Linked DNA regions of Mus musculus: region 2 is linked to region 1. Evidence: chromatin contacts called from public promoter capture Hi-C data. All regions are on one chromosome and are shown on one strand. The core of a region is the stretch at or near the end of the contact, and the rest is flanking DNA. Distances in the headings are between cores, read along the strand shown. Region 1 overlaps Macf1 (microtubule-actin crosslinking factor 1). Region 2 overlaps Macf1 (microtubule-actin crosslinking factor 1).

Region 1 (3,314 bases), core at 231-2,730:
TTTCGAGTCAGGGTTTCTCTGTGTAGTCTTTAGTCTTGGCTGTCCTGGAACTCACTCACTCTGTAGACCAGGCTGGCCTCGAACTCAGAAATCCACTTGCTTCTGCCTCCCAAGTACTGGGATTAAAGGCGTGCGCCACCACTGCCCGGCCTGAATCTAATTTTTTAATACTAATTCTTGTTGAGTTTTCTAATTTATTTATTGAAAGCTTGCTTATTCATTTATTAGTTCTTAATCTCTTGCCTTATAAGGAAAGTCAAGTCTACAGAAACGATTTACTTATTCCCTAAGATCCAGGTTCCTAGCTAGCTTATTCTTCTAGTCCTGTACGGAGAGAAGAGGCTTGCATCATCTCACTGATGCTACAAATAAACCAGACGGTGTCACCTAAAAGTACTTTTGTCTCTTAATAGCCAATTCACTAGCTTCTTAACCTTGTTCTAAAAAGACAATGAGTGTGTGATTTCAAAAGGAAACTTCTAATATTAAAGTGTACTGACAAGACAAGAATTCAAGAGTTGGGTGGCCATCTAGATAAGCACCTGGAATCTGGCCCCCATCAGCCTAGCCTGCCTTTCCATTTGAATGGAGACAGGCCCTGGTGTGTGTGATGGAAAAAGAAACTCCCAATGTTTGTTTAATGTAACTCTAGTTCAACCTTCGCTTTGGCCACCGCCTTCCAATGCTCACAAACACTTAATTGTCCCTGAAAAGTAGGTCAGTGCCTCCTGGAACAAGCTGGAAGGAGAGCTAAGTCTCAGCCCATGATTCGAAGAGCTGAAGAGGCCCGATCTGTGTCTAGGAGACCAAAACCAACAGTGCAGTATGCCAAGAACTCTCCAGGTGCTCCAGGTGGCAACCTGGCTACTGCCATTCCGAGCCATTCCTAGGTGGTGACTCAGCAGCCTGGGAGAGAAGATGATGCCCAGAAAAAGCAGCTGGTGCTCATGTGAGTCTAAGAAATACTTGCTCTGCTCTGGTGCCTCACAAGGTATCCCTAATCATCTCTGAGTGAAAGGTGAACAGTCACAATGCAGAGTTCTTTCCATCCCTGTTTCTATGGCTCCTTCTGTAGAATACCTAGCATTGCTTGGCCATAAATGGAGTGACATGAACATCTTCCTACTTCTTCCCCCCAAATATTTTATTCAGGGCATCCAAAAATAAACACTGCCATGAGCTAGAGGTACATTCCTAAGCACTTTAAGTGGTCATTTGAGGATGAAAGGGTTAAAGTCTGGGTACAGGATACATCTTGTCCTAGGCTCAAATACCCATCCATGGTCTCCCCTAACCTTCTAACTGTCTTACTCACTAAATATAGATCATCTTTCCAAAGTCAAAAAAGGGGGACCCAGAAGAGGCGACAGAGAGATGGCAGTCTGGGAAACAGCTACCAGAAGGTCAGCTGTCCAGCTGGCTCTGGAATCTGAAAACTTCCAAACCTAACAACTGCCTTTCTCAGCAAGAATCAAAAGTATGTGCAGCAGCTGTGGAGGATAAAGGCCGCTTGCTGAGCCAGCCCCAGAAGCTAGCAGCAAACCATTTCCTTAGCCATTGTTCTCCAAAAGAAGCGAACGCTGCCAGCCACCTTAAAACCAGATACCAGAGCTAAATCTGCTGAGAGGAAGAGAAAGTTATCTCTCTGACAAACTGTGTGCCGGCACCTTGCTTTCTTGGAATTTCTCTGATAGTAAAACTCAAACCACTGACAACCCCACCTTTCTCAGCTCCCGCATGCCAGCATCTCTAGCCCCACTCACCCCTTCTCCTCCTCCTCCTCCTCCTCGTCTCACTGCCTTCCTGGTGCTCCACTGCACACCTGACCAGTCAGAATTGTACCATCTGACACCTGGATTCACAGTTTTACTCCTTATTAGTCTAAGAACTAGACCCTAAAGTTTACAAAACAAAGAACATATCTCATCACTGTTGTAGGAAAGAAAGGTCCCATACTTCAAGCACTTTACACATACTATTTCATTCGATCTTAAGAATCCTACAATGTAGATACTATCAGCAAAACATTCTACAGATGAACACCAAAGTACATGAATACTCAAGTATTTGCCCAAGTGCAGTTAGTAAGTAGCAAGGCCGAGACTCCAACCTGGACAGCCTGACTCCCATCTAACCTCAGCAACCCTCTATACCATTGGCTGCCTCATCTTAAGGTCAGTACTCTACAGCAGTGGTCCCCATCTTAAGCTCAGTACTCTACAGCAGTGGTCCCCAATTAGCAGCACCAGCAACTCTGGAAACTCAAAACAGACGCAAATTCTCAAGCCCCACCCGTGATTCGGTGCACAATGAGCCAGAACCAGGGTGGGACCCAGCAATCTTTTTAACAAGCCCTCCAGGTAGTTCTGATGCTGGTTCAAGGTGAAGAGCAACAGGGGCGGAGTCACACATTACACCGCTTTGGCTTGTCTGTATTTGAGCCACACCCAATACCAAAGAAGAGTCTAGGAAGAAGTTAATGCAAAAGCCTCCTGAGCAACTGACCACAGCAGAATGGTTAAGAGTCCATGTAAATGGTATGTAGATCTGCTGCCAGTCAGCTGTGTATCTTTGGGCATGTCACTATGTCTTTCTGATCTTCTATTTCATCAAGTATGAAATGGAGCTAAAAATGGAAACTAAAAGCAACACTATCATCAGCTGCCTAGTGGCCTGGACTGTAATCAACCACTACTTAGGAGGCTGGCACAGGAAGATTACAAAGTCAAGGCCTGCCTTGGCCACATAGCAAGTTCCAGGCCAGCCAGGGGTACACGATGAGATTCTGTCTTTAAATAAATAAATAAATAGTTTAAGGGGGTAAGGATATAGGAATATGGCTCAGTGACAGAGTACCTACCCAGCAGTGTGTGACCCTAGGTTCAATAATCACTAATAATGAAAAAAAAAAAAATCAAAGTCAGAACTGAGGATGTTCAATCAAAGTCAGAACTGAGGATGTTCAGTGACAGACAATTTGCCAAGATGACAGGCACCAAAGGAAATATAAAGCATTTGGTAAGTCATGATTGAAACTGAATAAATGGCACAGAAGTCTAAGTACTGCATGTCTGTGTGTTAGACACTGCACTAGGCACAGGCATTCACTGTCTGACATTCACATTTCTCACAAATGTTTACTGAGATATTGTACTATGCAAATAACATATTATAGCCTCTTTAAGGGCACTGAAAAGTAGGTCAGCATAGCACACAATAACTGCACATAATAGCAAATGATAAGGATCATAAAATGGAGCCGGGCATGGTGGTGCACTCCTTTAATCCCAGCACTTGGGAGGCAGAGGCAGGTG
Region 2 (3,314 bases), core at 298-2,797, 97 kb before region 1:
TTTTAAGCATCAAGAGACAGACTTGAAATAGATTATGCTTGCCAACCCCTAGCCATCACTAACTCACACTCCCCATATAGGGGTAAGTTTGAAATACTCCAAGATCCTTACTGCTTACCACACTCCACTTCGATATGCCTGAGCGGAAGGAAATCCAAAAAGACAGTTTGATTACCCCAAATACACCATCCACCTCCTCCAGACCCCACGATCAGTATGGCTTGCCTCCAAAGACAGGGTACCATCCTCTTCTGAGAAGGGTGTGGAGGTCTTTTCAGGTTCTGTATCTTCAGGCCGGATCCCATGCAGGCGCAGCCCATCGCTGCCATAGCCAGAGGAGGATGGCAAAATGCTCACAGTGATGCCACTGACAGATAAATCACTCTGAGAAGCAGGCATTATGGGACCCTTGCAGGACACGAGACCTACATGGGTAGGCTCTGTGTGAATAGGGTCTCCTGACTGTTTTGGTATTGATGAAGCAACAGAACACTTAGCAATCCAAGAACCTGTGGGAGGGGCACTTGGAACACTCTTGGTTCTTCCCCCCACACTCCAGCCCTCTGAAGGTTGGTCTTGATCTACTGTTTCAGAGGGGTAATCCGTCCGAGGCAAAGTGCTGCTCCGATGTCGATGTCTGAGCAGAGTGCCTCCCTGCTCCACTGCAGTCTCTCCCTGCAAAGGCAACAGCACAGCCCTGCTGCTGCAGGATGCTGTCCTCGGAAATTCCACCAGTTGGCTCACAGACTTCTCACAGTTCCTTTCTGCTGGGTTATCAAGCAGGTGAGCAATGACTGTCATACCCTCTTCCAGGGAATCCCAGGCCCCTCCAACAACTGATGACTCATTCTCCAACAAAAGGTGAGCAGTCTGGATCTCTGCTTGGAAGCTCTCCTTTACCTGCACAATCATCCCTTGATCGCCCACCCCTGAGTTGGGAGCTGAGTCTCCGGGCAGGAAAATGTCTGATGGGGGGTGCTCTGCCCCTCCCACTCCGGGCTCCTTTGGGAGCCTCGCTGTTAACTTCGTTAGGGTTTCAGTCTCTTCAATGACTCCAGTGCCTTCCAAAGCTTCCTCCCTGTGAGATGCTTCTGGAGTAAGGATTTTCTTCCCTCTCCACTTCCTTTTGAACCGAACCCTCTTCTTAGGAGATATGGGAGCCTTCTCAGGAACAGCTATGGACTCTTTCGGCTCCTTAACACAGCCCAGTGAATTTCCCATTTCTTTCCTCTCTCAATCTCAGAAAATAAAGCAGTTGAATCAGTCCTCGGATCCCAGAGGCATTCCAATGTCGGCTTCATCGGACTCGATGCACATTCAAAAGAACCAAAAACCAAAAAACATGCACTATGCCGGCAATCCCTCCAATCCTTTCTCCCTCCCTCCCCGCCTCTCTCTGTCTCTTCCAGCCGCTCGATTCAGACAGCCATCTTACAGGCTCAGAGCTGCAACAAGACAAATTTCAAAGCATCTCACTGCAGTTCAGAAATCACTTGACCTAAAAGCAGACAGAAACCGGATTGGCTGCCGCTTCCTCTCTCCAAATATGAGGTAATTGGAGCACTGCCCTCAGTAACACAAACAGAACGCAAAAAGGAGCTAGAAACCAGGGAGAGGGAGGAGGAGGGGAGAACGTAAGAGTAAATGGAAAGGGGAGGGGAAAGGAAGAGAGAGAGGTAGCCGGAGAGAGGAGGAGGAGAACAATATCAAAGAGGGGGTGGGGAGAGCAAACCAGCTCAGTGGGTACTAACTAGCAAGGGAAGGGAAGGGCCAGGTAGACAAGACCAGAGAAGCCGCAATGAAAGCTCCCAACCTATGAAATGAAATATGTTTTAATCACTGCTCCAAGACGCCCAAAGGAAAAGAGCAAGCAAGATATACATAATCAAATTTTAACCTAAGAAAGATTAGAGCCCACTCCTTCCATTAAGAAAAGAAACAGGGGTATGAACAATCCAGCCTCCTGTGGCATATATGGCCAGCTCCAAAGAGTAACATCCACTAATTCGGATGGCCAGACACACTGATGAAAAACCTGGAAATTGATTTTGAGTATAGTATGTTAAGCCTCAGGGACAGGTGATCACTTGTCAATACAATATAAAAGTCAGACAACAGTATTTGACATAAGTGTTCAATAGTAATCATCAGTACTGCCTTTGCCACAGTTAGCTATCGTATTTTGAGTACTTGCTATATAACAAGTTCTATGTGAAGATACACACATATATAACATATATATAATGTAACAGGATAATATATATTATTCTGTTATATTCTCACAGCAGCCATGTGTGGCCCAATTTTTAAGTAAAGAAAACTCAGATTTAAGAAAGCTGATTAACTTGTCCAAGTTGAAATAACTGAGGACGGGGAAGACACAAGCCATTTAGACTTCATGTTAACACGACAAAATGGTTGATGTGTGTAATCTCAGCTACTGGGAGGCTAAAAAGGAAGAATTTCAAAGCAAGTCTGAAGCTAGCCTGGACTACTGAGTGAAACCCTGTCTCGAAAATACCCATAGAATAAAAGAGAGACTTTTCATTTCAGCTCCATTAATTACTAGAGGGAGAAAAATCTGCTCTCCACTGCCATAAAACAAGAAGATATTCCCATAGTTCTAAACTAGCAGCTAGACTCTGTAGCCAAGCAACGAAGAAATAACACTTGCTGCTGACTGGGGAGAGCAGCTGAGGGACTGAAACCCAGGTGATTTTCACTCAGACTGATGTAAGTAAGGCTCATAGACCACACCCTGCGCTGCCAGCCAGCAGAATTCCTCCACCAGGTTTCCAGCACACTGCCTAACACATGCAATCGAAGGCTCTCTGAATGGAGTGGGAGAAAAGAGGTATGCATGTTTCTTCTCTGTTGTAGCAGTTTATCTTTCATGTTCCTGCAGTGCCAGGAATCAAATAGAGGGCCTTGTACATGCTAGAGGCATATGCACCACCACTAAGCCACATACACACTGTGTATGTATGTATGTACATGAATGTAATGGGATTTTGCTATGTTGTCCTGGCTATGTAAGCTCAAAAAACATATACCAGCACAGCCCTATCACCTTTCCTGAAGAGTCTTCCCAGAAGGAAAGCAACTAGAGACCCTAAAGCCCCGGCCGGCCGGCTCTTGTGTAGCTACAGTGGGTGCTTCTTCCCTTAGTCTGGCACTAAAGGGCCAGCAAAACTGCAGCGCCATCTTATGGACATCACAGCACACAGCAAGTCAGAGCAAGGGAAACTCAGATCAGTTCACCAGCAAAAAATCATGACATTACAACCAAATTGTTCGTGCGGCCACCAAACCTT

The links. Capture Hi-C pulls out chosen DNA fragments and counts their contacts.
Region 2: a promoter capture Hi-C map of adipose tissue shows a contact between it and region 1. The contact joins two enhancer-like sites. A contact is called at or near these places in 1 of 15 datasets of contacts at CTCF or cohesin (the NIH/3T3 cell line), 5 of 484 Hi-C or Micro-C datasets (the N1E-115 cell line, Sertoli cells, cerebral cortex and 2 more), 4 of 115 datasets of contacts at active chromatin or transcription factors (embryonic fibroblasts, embryonic stem cells and microglia) and 3 of 9 other capture datasets (adipose tissue, liver and pancreatic islet).

The regions. Positions count from the first base shown.
Region 1 is chr4:123,623,166-123,626,479 of GRCm38.p6, forward strand. The region is part of intron 1 of Macf1 (microtubule-actin crosslinking factor 1); the gene reads right to left. Among named protein-coding and RNA genes, the nearest start is that of Mir6398, 8.4 kb to the left of the region's middle. Within about 2 kb of position 1,481, at least 96 of the 459 cell types and tissues checked have an H3K27ac peak or open chromatin away from gene starts, as enhancers often do. A contact at or near this core is called in adipose tissue and pancreatic islet, where this site is marked.
Region 2 is chr4:123,526,239-123,529,552 of GRCm38.p6, forward strand. All of the region lies in intron 5 of Macf1 (microtubule-actin crosslinking factor 1), which reads right to left. Among named protein-coding and RNA genes, the nearest start is that of Gm31156, 24 kb to the right of the region's middle. Within about 2 kb of position 1,548, at least 116 of the 459 cell types and tissues checked have an H3K27ac peak or open chromatin away from gene starts, as enhancers often do. A contact at or near this core is called in adipose tissue and pancreatic islet, where this site is marked.